Linked DNA regions of Mus musculus: all the other regions are linked to region 3. A link is a contact called in public promoter capture Hi-C data. All regions are on one chromosome and are shown on one strand. Each heading gives the region's core, a stretch centred on a gene start, on an enhancer-like site or on the middle of the called end of the contact. The rest is flanking DNA. Distances are from core to core; before and after follow the strand shown. Region 1 holds the start of Zcchc10 (zinc finger, CCHC domain containing 10). Region 2 overlaps Shroom1 (shroom family member 1). Region 3 holds the start of Rapgef6 (Rap guanine nucleotide exchange factor (GEF) 6).

Evidence for each region. Promoter capture Hi-C pulls out the DNA fragments that hold promoters and counts their contacts.
Region 1: a promoter capture Hi-C map of liver shows a contact between it and region 3, with 4 times the contacts expected there. The contact joins the promoter of Zcchc10 here to the promoter of Rapgef6 in region 3. A contact is called at or near these places in 6 of 39 promoter capture datasets (the C10 cell line, hematopoietic stem and progenitor cells, hippocampal neurons and 2 more) and 1 of 9 other capture datasets (adipose tissue).
Region 2: a promoter capture Hi-C map of liver shows a contact between it and region 3, with 3 times the contacts expected there. The contact joins the enhancer-like site here to the promoter of Rapgef6 in region 3. A contact is called at or near these places in 3 of 39 promoter capture datasets (embryonic stem cells and liver) and 2 of 115 datasets of contacts at active chromatin or transcription factors (embryonic stem cells and pancreatic cancer cells).

Annotation. Positions count from the first base shown.
Region 1 is chr11:53,322,818-53,326,150 of GRCm38.p6, forward strand. Zcchc10 (zinc finger, CCHC domain containing 10) reads left to right here and starts at 1,872. Exons shown (of 4, transcript NM_026479.4): 1 at 1,872-1,924. The coding sequence starts at 1,884.
Region 2 is chr11:53,462,374-53,465,656 of GRCm38.p6, forward strand. Shroom1 (shroom family member 1) reads left to right here. Exons shown (of 8, transcript NM_027917.3): 2 at 850-1,820; 3 at 1,902-1,957; 4 at 2,747-2,935; 5 at 3,123-3,283. The coding sequence starts at 882. Among named protein-coding and RNA genes, the nearest start is that of Shroom1, 6.8 kb to the left of the region's middle. Within about 2 kb of position 1,733, at least 36 of the 459 cell types and tissues checked have an H3K27ac peak or open chromatin away from gene starts, as enhancers often do. A contact at or near this core is called in liver, where this site is marked.
Region 3 is chr11:54,521,423-54,524,752 of GRCm38.p6, forward strand. Rapgef6 (Rap guanine nucleotide exchange factor (GEF) 6) reads left to right here and starts at 1,423. Exons shown (of 29, transcript NM_001252494.1): 1 at 1,423-1,696. The coding sequence starts at 1,628.

The sequences.
Region 1 (3,333 bases), core at 622-3,121, 1.2 Mb before region 3:
ACCTTTAATTTGGGCTACACCTTCTGCTGGAGACTATATAAGAACACTGGAAGAAGGAAGATTCTATCTTCTTCACCTTCTTGCCTCGTGGGGCTGAACTACTGCTAGATCCTTGGACCAATGTTGGGGAGTTGAAGTACAGACTGTAAGTCATCAAATTCTCTTACCCATGAGTTCTGTGACTCTAGAGAACCTAATACACACATACTGGGTAAAAACTCTACCACAGAGCTACATCTCAAGGCCCCAAACTTTCACTCAGGAAATTCATCTGAAGGGGGGAAGGTTGGAAGACGGGCAGATAAGAGGGGATGGGGAGATGAGCAGGCCTGGGATGCATGACGTGAAATCCACAAAGAATCAATTAGAAGTTTTAAAAAGATTTTATCTGGGAAAACAAATGCCTGAACGCAATAAGTCAGGTATGGGCTGGAGGAGGACTAATGAAGAGTGATTTGGTTTTGTAGATATAAAAAAAAATTTTTTCAAGACAGGGTTTCTCTGTGTCGCCTTGGCTGTCCTGGAACTCACTCTGGAGACCAGGCTGGCCTCATATTTGCTATATAGCCCAGGTTGGCCTTAACCTCCTTGTCCTCCTTTCTCTACATCCTGAATCCTGATTTTAGAAACTTGTGTCATAACTTGGGAATTAGACTAGCCTGAGCTAAGTTTCTGGCCAGCCTGAAAAATTAAAGATGTTATCTTTAACAATTAAAAAAAAAAAAAAAAAAAAAGAGGGGCCTGGAGAGATGGCTCAGAGGTTAAGAGCACTGACTACTCTTCCAGAGGTCCTGAGTTCAATCCCAAGCAAACACATGGTGTTTCTGTCTGGTCCTGTCTCCCTCTCCACTCCCCTTACCCCTCCTCCTCTCTTAAGACTCAACCAAACTGAGTAGAATTCAGAGATCTGCATGCCTGTGTCTCCTGAGTGCTGGGATTAAAGGAATGTGCCACCACACCTGGAACTAAATTTCTTTACCTGAAACTTTCTCTGTACCATGCTGGCCTGGAACTCATGTCTGTACTCCCATCACTTATGATTGATTCCTTTCCAGAGCAGCCATGTTGCTGGATTAAAATTCCTCTACACAGCCGGGCAGTGGTGGCGCATGCCTTTAATCCCAGCACTTGGGAGGCAGAGGCAGGCAGATTTACAAGTTCGAGGCCAGCCTGGTCTACAGAGTGAGTTCCGGGACAGCCAGGGCAACACAGAGAAACCCTGTCTCAAAAAAAGACCAAAAAATCCTCTACGCAGATCTTTGAAAGAAAAATCAAAAACAAAAAAAAAAAAACCAAAACAAAACAAAAAACCAACCAAACAACAACAAAATCAGAATGATCCAGTCATCATGACGACACCTGTAATTTCTTGGGGTTTTTGGTGTTTTGTTTTTTGAGACAGTTTGTGTGTGCAGCCTTGGTTTTCCTGAAACTCCCTGTGTAGATGAGGCTGGCCGTGAATCCCATCAAGTGTTGGAATTAAAGATGTGGGCCATTACTTCCTGGCCTTTTTGGTTTTGTTTGGTTTGGTTTTGAGCTAGGGCCATAAGTTTTCCCAGGTTGGCCTCAAAAACATAGCAATCCTCTTGCCTCAGCCTCCAAAATCCTGGATTACAGGATTTTTTTTTTTTAGGATTTTTTGAATACTACAAAATTCCACTGCATATGTATTACAGACCCCTGGTTTGAGATCACCCTTCAAGACCCTATTCATACTGAACACACAAGCCCACATTAGAAAAGACAAACCAGCTAGTGGCCACCATTAGCCTCTTCTGAATTGAGCCCGTCTGGCCCCGCCCAGGACCGCAGAGGTTTCTAAGGACCCGCCCACCGGTGCTAGTTTCCCAAAAACCCGTGCGGCAGACTCCAGCCGCTCCAAGATGGCGACTCCCATGCATCGGCTCATAGCTCGAAGGAAAGCGTAAGTGAGATGCTTGTGGGGTGTGCAGGAGGGCTGGGGGCGTGCAGACGCCTGTCCGCTAGCTAGTGAGCGGGCGCAGGCTGCTGAACTGAGCGGGATTTGAAGAGAGTTCGAAATGAATCCAAGAATTGGTCGTTGGGTGGTCTGTGTTCCTCTGTCCGGTCCACATGTCAAGGGTAGCCTGGATGCTTGATCCCACATCTTCCCTCTCAAGATCCCAAACTTTTCCCTCTTCAGCGTACCTGCCTCCTTCCTATCGCCCTTTCTAGAAACAAGCCTGTCTGCAATGCCTATTAATTCCCCATCGACCGTTTCACTTTCTGCAGCTCTCACTGTAAATAATTATTTTAGTACAATCACTCACAGACAGTTTCTCTGAAGAAAAATGTATTCAAGCTACGCAGCTTAACAGTTTTATTGTGGAACCTGTTGATACTCTAAACAAGTACAGCTAGTGGTTTAAATAGCTTTGTAGGAGCCGGATGGTGATGGTACATCCAAGCATTCAGGAGGCAGAGGTAAGCAGATTTCAGAATTCGGGGCCAGCCTGGTCTACAGAGTGAGTTCCAGGACAGCCAAGGCTACACAGAGAAACCCTGTCTCTCTAAAAACAAAACAAAGTTAAGCTTTAAAGGGGATAAGAGGCTGTGGTGAGGAAAGGCAAAAGGCCCAGTTCAAGTCAGTTCTAGAAATTCATCTGTGAGGGGTGACATTTGAAAACAGACTAAAAGCCATAGAAAGGACTGAGTCAGCAGAGGATTTGGGGAAAGATAGGAAATGGTATATTTGCTATGAGTCTGTTAGAATTTGGGGGTGGGTTGGGCAGATTTAGAGACAGGATTTGTCTGTGTAGCCCTGGCTGTCCTGGAACTCACTCTGTAGACCAGGCTGACCTCGAACTCAAGATATCTGACTGCCTTCAGTATGCTGGGATTAAAAGCTTGTGCCACCATGCCCAGTTTGAATCTCAGTAACTATCAGTCCTGGTGGCAGATGCCTTTAATCCAAGCACTGGAGAAGCAAAATCAGGTGGAGTAGCACTGAGTCAAAGCCAGCCTGATCTAAAGAGCAAACTGCAGGCCAGCCTCAGCTGTGTAGGGAGACCCTGTCTCCGAAAAGAAAAAAAACCAACCAACTCAATAACTACCCATTCAGTGGTGTAAGCGATGTAAGGGGCGGAGACCAGTTACTTGAACATGAATTTGAGTCCAGCCTGGGCAACATAATAAGACTTCATCTTAAAACCCTCCAGTAATGTCATACCCACTCTGCATGGCTGTGTGACATGCATGTCATGTTGTATTTCTCAGACCTATCAAAAGTCATAATACGAACCTGAAAGGAAACAGTTTATACATCTAATACCTGCATTGCTTCGCACTTTGCTTTTGACCTAAGCTGTGGTTTAT
Region 2 (3,283 bases), core at 483-2,982, 1.1 Mb before region 3:
CCAATGTATTATTATGGAATTTATGGCACTTGAAGTTGACTTATTTCACACTTTGACTGTGGGTTTTCTTGGAGAAAGAGGGACCATGGCAAGGGCTTTGGCCAGGGTTTGCCTCTAGGAAATTAATTTTGGCTGCAGTGAACTTGGAGACATGCCTCGATTCTAGGCAGGGCTCTGCCACTTACGACCTGTGTGTGTCTCTGGGCCGGGTCACTTCCTCCTCAGAACCGCGGGGTTCTCATCTGAAAAAAAAAAAAAAGGCACCTAGGGGGTTGAGGACTAAGATGAGTATTTATGCTACACACCTGGACCATAAAGGGCACAGAATGGGGGTGGACAAATTGAGAAGCTGTCGCTGCTCCTGCCTTGCCTCTGGCATTCCTTTTCTGGGCTCCTCTGTGATCTCAATGTTCTTGATCATTGTTTATCAGGAAAAGATCAAACATAGACGCTAACAGAATGGCCAGGAAGCAGCCTGGGTGGGACTGGAGTTTGAGCATGTGCCTGGTCTCAGCACGGCAGGAGTGTCCGAGCAGAGGTACCACTAGGGAAGCCCTGGCAAGGGAGTGGATCTACTACGTCAGAACTAAGGTTCCTAACTAACGCCCAGACTTGCGCGCATCCTATTGCCCAGACCGTGTCAACCTCAAGAGTTTCTCTACCATTCTGATGAGAAAGAAGATGCCAGAGCTAGGAACCCTGTGACCGGGGAGGGCACGTGTAAGCCCCCAGTTCTCCTCGGCAAAGGAGCCAGCAGGTTGTCCTAGCCCTTACCTGAACTCTTCACTCACCAACCCATCTATGTTTTGATTTTTTTGTTTTTTTGTTCTTTTCGGCCCCCACCACCAGGTCTGCCAACTCCAATTTCCAACTGTATAAGCATGGAGGCCCTGGGTACTGGGAGAGACCGCACCTCCCAGGCCTCAGCCACTGAAAGCCTGGACTTGCGACGGTTGTCCACGCGCGCCGACTCTGCCTACAGCTCTTTCTCCACGGCGTCTGGTGATCCTGAGACGCGCACTCCGTCCCCTGGCACCGAGCGCCTCCCTTACCTAGACTGGGACTACGTGCGAGTGGTTTGGGGCAGCCAATCTCCTACCTCGAAGGACGCTGTCCTTTCAACGACTCAGCGACCTGTGCAGGCAGTCGCTGGGCACAGTGACCCACGGTCCCCAGAGGTCCAGGGAAGCCCGGGACCACTAAACAGACAAGACACCCCACTGCTGTACGCGCTGGCCGCGGAGGCTGAAGCTACAGCTCACACCGCAGAGCCGCCCAGCCCGCCAGCCTCGCGGGACGCCTACCGCCAGCGGTTGCAGGGTGCACAGCGACGAGTGCTGCGGGAGACGTCCTTCCAGCGAAAGGAGTTTCGCATGAGCCTGCCGGGCCGCCTGCGTCCCGCAGTCCCCACGCGACTTCCCACGGCGCACGTGCGCTCCGCCTCCAGCAGCCAGGAGCTGGGAGAAGAGGAGCCGGCGCGCACCGCTGTCCCAGCGCTAGCTGCTGCTGGCCGGGGGCGTCTCTCCAGCCAGCAGCGGCAGTGCTGCTTCTCTGAGCCAGGCAAATTACATCGCGTAGGTTGGAGCGGTGGGCCCACTGGTGAGGACTTGAGAAAAGATTATTCCACGCAGGAGTTGCAGCGTGGGATGCACGCAAAGTCCAAAGGGCTGCTGGAGACTCAGTCCCTAAGCTCAACGGAGCTGAATTCCGGGCCAGCGGATCTTGGCAATGCCCATAGACCTGCGGGTCGGAGTCAGAGTGTTTCAGGCGAGGTCATGGGTCCCTGCAAGGGTTCAGAAAGGACTGTGGCCACTGTCCAGGTATGGAAGATAAAGGACGTCGACTGGTGGGGGAGGGCGGCATCTGGGAGACTGTTTCAGACCACTGTTTCCCTGTTCTAGGCTGTTCCTCAAAGAGCAGACATCCGCAGACCACTGCTTCACACCAAGCTTTCCAGGTGAGAGATAAGGGACACTCTTGGAGTCAACTTTCACGGGTCTTGATTTAAAAAGGAATCACAGGTCCCATATCCATTACTTTTCCTATTGTTGAGAACAATTTTTTTTCTTTTGAAGATTTATTTATTTATTTTATGTGTATGCATACACTATAGCTATCTTCAGACTCACCAGAAGAGGGCACTTGGATCCCATTACAGATGGTTGTGAGCCACTATGTGGTTGCTGGGATTTGAACTCAGGACCTCTGGAAGAGCAGTCAGTACTCTAAACCTCTGAGCCATCTCTCCAGCCCCGTGAACAAATTCTTAAGAATGGAGACTTGAAGAAGAAATATTTATTTTGGCTCGCGGTTGAAGAGAGTGGAGTCCATCCCGGCAGGAAGGCATGGATTCAGGGCGTGTGAGGCTTCTGGTTACCCTCCATCAGGAAACGGACTCCTGCTGGGGCTCAGTGCCCTTTCCACTTCTGTTCAGTCCTCAAACTTCAGTCCATGGGATGACTCTGCCCACATTCAGTCAGATTACAATCTCAGACATTCTCCTCACACATATACATCTTCCCTCCCCAGTGGCACCTCTCTGGAAACCCCCTCAGAGTCAGTCAGAGGTGTGTCTCCTAGGTAATTCCAAATCCATTCAAGTTGGCAAAGATCTAATCATTACAGGACAGTCTACGTGCCTCAGTCTGAGACTTCCGACAGTCTTGTGCAAACTGCATGCTCTGCTGTTTGTCTGGGGCCGTGGGAAGGGCCTCTTTCCTGGTCACTGTAGGCTCCCTGCCTCTAGGTCTTTGACTCAGAAGGAGGTCACAGGAGTGTGTCCTGGAGAGGCCCTCCAGACCAAACCGGCTGGCTGTGGTCGGAGAATCTCTGAGACCTCGGTGTCTACTCCGGGCCCCTCCCTCCCTGAAGATGACGTGTTCCTGAGAGAAGCCAAAACACCGTCACCTCAAGATTCCCAAGGGCTCCCCACCAGGTGAATCCCTTCCTGTGTCCAAACACAGAGAGACACTCTCCTAACACATATACATCTAAAAAATGCCAAAGGGCTGGGAACTCTCTCAGGTAATGCCCAGGTGTTGGGGGATGGCGGCAAGCAGCCAGACCTTGAGCTCTTGTCTGCACCAGAGCCTTTTCTGATTCAGTATCCCGTCTACTTCCAGCACCTCCTACCGGCAGTATGAAAACGACTTAAGCAAAAAAGCTGGTCAGATTGCAGTTTCAGCAGAGAGACCCCTCCATGAGACTCCAGGGATCACGGGTACAGAGGACTGTGGGCAAGCGGTGAACGGCTCTGTGGATCTCTCCAGACCCACAAGCATTC
Region 3 (3,330 bases), core at 173-2,672:
CTTGCTACCAAGATAATCTGGGTTTCATTCCTCGGGACCCAGATAGTGAAAGAAAAAACACTCTCCTATAAGATGTTTCCATGAGCACAGAGGTACATGCCACACACAATAGAAACATTAAAAAAAAAAAAACCTAAACAATAGGCTGCAGAGATGTCTCTGTGGTTTATGAGCAAGCAGTGCCCTCGGAGAGGGCCTGAGTTAAGTTCCCAGCACTCATGTCCATTGATTGACAGCTCCTGTTACTTCTGGCTCAATCTGGGGGCCAAAATAAACCTAGGGTTACTTTTATCATAACAGGAATAATAACAATCAGTTTTTGCAGCTTTTCTTGTTCCAAAGGACAAGTAACAAAACTGAAGCTGTCTTTATTTTGTTAGAGACTAGAATGTAAAATTCAATACAAAACGGAGTGGAGAGGTTTGCTCTGAGCACTGCTTAGGTTAAAGCAGCCCCCACCCACTCACTCTCACTGCCCAGATTTTAGTCAAGGTTGTTAGATTAGGATGGAGGCAAGTGGAAATAAAAGGGCAGATCTACCTCCACAGAAGTTCTGTCCTTTAATCAGAACAAGTGACACCAGTTTCTCCACGGGAGTGGAAGCTGCACAGGTGGTGCAGAGGGCCTGAAGTTCTATAGGACGGGAAAAAACCTCTGGGATATAAGATTTCACCTGCGGGTCGGTTCCCCTACAGTCTCAAAGTGCTAAATAAATACCAAGTTGGCATGCTGATCTTCTCAGAAGGCAAGGATTCTGACAGCCCACAGGTGTTATCTGTCAACTTTCGAATCAGGAGTTCCTTAGTCCACCTGAGGCTTTTTGGTCATTAAACCCTTTAAAGGAAAATCCTAAAATTCTGCACACAGAAGCCAAGACAATCTGGTGCACGCTAGACCAGCAGGCTACTCTGAACTATAGCTCTAGTCTTCAAAACGCTTTTTTCTTTCTCTCTTTTTTTTTCTTCTTCTTTTTTTTTTTTTTTTTGAGGCAGCTTTCACTATCGATTTCGTGGTTTGTTTTTGTTTTTTAAAGTCGCGTAGAATACGCCACAAGGTTGCGGTGGGCTAGGTGCGCGAGTACTGCCCCGAGATCCGTGGCTTGCGGAGCGGTGCGTGGGCTTCCCCGCTTGCTGAATGGCAGCCTCGATTTCCGCGGGGCCATAAGAGCCCCGCGGTTTCCGGACTCGAGCGCTAAACCAAAGCATCTTACCCACAGCTCTACCCGATAGTCTATTTTTGGCGACGCCCTCGTAGCATTTCCGGAACCTCAACCGGAAGCTGGGTATGCGGAAACTACAATCCTGTAACCGAGGCGGAGTCTCGCGAAGAAAAGCCAAGCCGCTCATTCTCCGCCCCCTCCACGCCCATCTCTCTACGTCACGGCCAGGCGGGCGTTAGTGTGCGCGTCGTGCGCATGCGCATGCGTTCTCGGCCAGTCTCGCCCCCGCGCAGGCGTCTTTCTGGCCAGTCGCGCGTGGGCTGAGGCCCTGGGCGGGCGTTGCGAAGACTTGTTTGCTTGAGTTTGGACCCTGCGACAGTTCTCATTTCCCTCCCGGTGGGGCTGGCGTACACCCGGAGCTGGAGAATGGGCAGCTAGACGCAGGCTAGGGAGCCTGTGGCTGCGGACATGAACTCGCCCGTGGACCCCGGCGCTCGGCAGGCACTGAGGAAGAAGCCGCCCGAGCGGACTCCTGAGGTAAGGCCGGGCACTGGCGAGCACTGCTCGGCCCCGACCTGGCCGTAGCCGCGCAGGGTGATGAGCACCTTTCCTGCCGCTTCCTGCCGGGGACTTCCTTGTACTTGTGATAAGAAAGCACCGTTACTGTTGACTGGCTTCTGAGTTTGTGTGTGCTCAGGTGGGCTGAAAAACAAGCTGGGAATAATGATGTGTAAGAGACAGTTCATACCATAGCCAGTGTGTGCTGTGCGTTCATCTCAGATACTGCACAATTGCCCCCAGAAGACAGGTTTCCAATGTCCGTATCAGACTCTGCGTCAGCCAGATAGTAGTAAGTCCCGTGGCGGGTGATGCGTGTCGAGTGGTTCCCTGGTGCTTTTTCAAACTTTCCGTGGGAAGTTTAAGATTATTTGTTAAGTTTTCTTGGTTTGAAGACGTTTCTATAATCTTAGTGGCTATGTGTATTATACCAAAATTAAAAAAAAAAAAAAGGAAAACCCAACAGCAATGTAAATGCAATGAGTCGTCTTGTTTGAAGTTGCAGTAACTGAAATGAAATGTTTTAATTTTTAGTCACGGGAGTTTCATACTTAGAGTTCTTTGCATAGAAAGTCTCAAACTTTGGGTAACACTCTGGGACATGACTTTGTTACAGCCATTATTGAAGTTGTGATGTGTCCAGCTTGCTTCCTGAAACCTTGATCTTTGCATAGTAACAAGGCACCTGCCCACCCCTTTCCAGGGGCTACTTTTTCCTACTTATAATTTATGAATCAGCTTTTCTGTGGTGATTACCATTGTAATGTGCATTTTAAGTTTTATTTACGAACATTATTTAGGTAATGAAGGAAAACCTTGTTTCTCTTCAGGTACCGAATTACTTAGTTTGAAATTGAGTCTTTTTAAGTAGAGGACGTTTTCTCAACTGTTGGGGAACTTATGCTTGGTCATGTGTGCTGTGTTGAGGACTTTTATCTTGTGTTACTGGAATAGCAACATTGTTGAAGGGAATATTAACTGCTTGGATTCATTGGCTGTATTTTTGAATGAGTGTAGAATTTAGGTTACTAATAAATCATTATCCAGAGTGCTAGTGATGCTTTATTTTGACAAAGAGTTCTATGAAATTCTCACAAGTTCGTTTCTGCTGTCAAAAGATTCTCGTAGTGGACTCCTAAGAGTCTGTTATAAATATATTAATTTGGTAATTATTCATTGCCAACCTGTTCAAGGCTCTATTTTGTACATTAGAAAATTTTAGTGGGCACAATAGACAGGTCCCTATAGTTCTTACATCCTGATGGATTAAGGAATTGAGAAGGTAGGTGATAAATATGCAACATGCTAGCTAATAATGGCTATTTCCAATAATAGGATAAGGAGAATTGGGGAAAGGGAAAATAAGCTATTTCCTAGGTAACTTGACTTGCTTGTTGAACGAAACTGGGTATCCCTGTGTAGCTCACAGCAACCTGGAACCATAACTTGTCGGCACTTTGCTTGTATGAAGATGGTAGTGACCCTCAAGGATCTGACTTGATGAACATTCTATTGATGCATACGAATGGGATTATGTGCAGAGTTTTATGAGGAAGAAAGCTTATGCAAATGGAGGAAATGGTCATTGCAAAGACCCTGTGATTAGAGTGTTC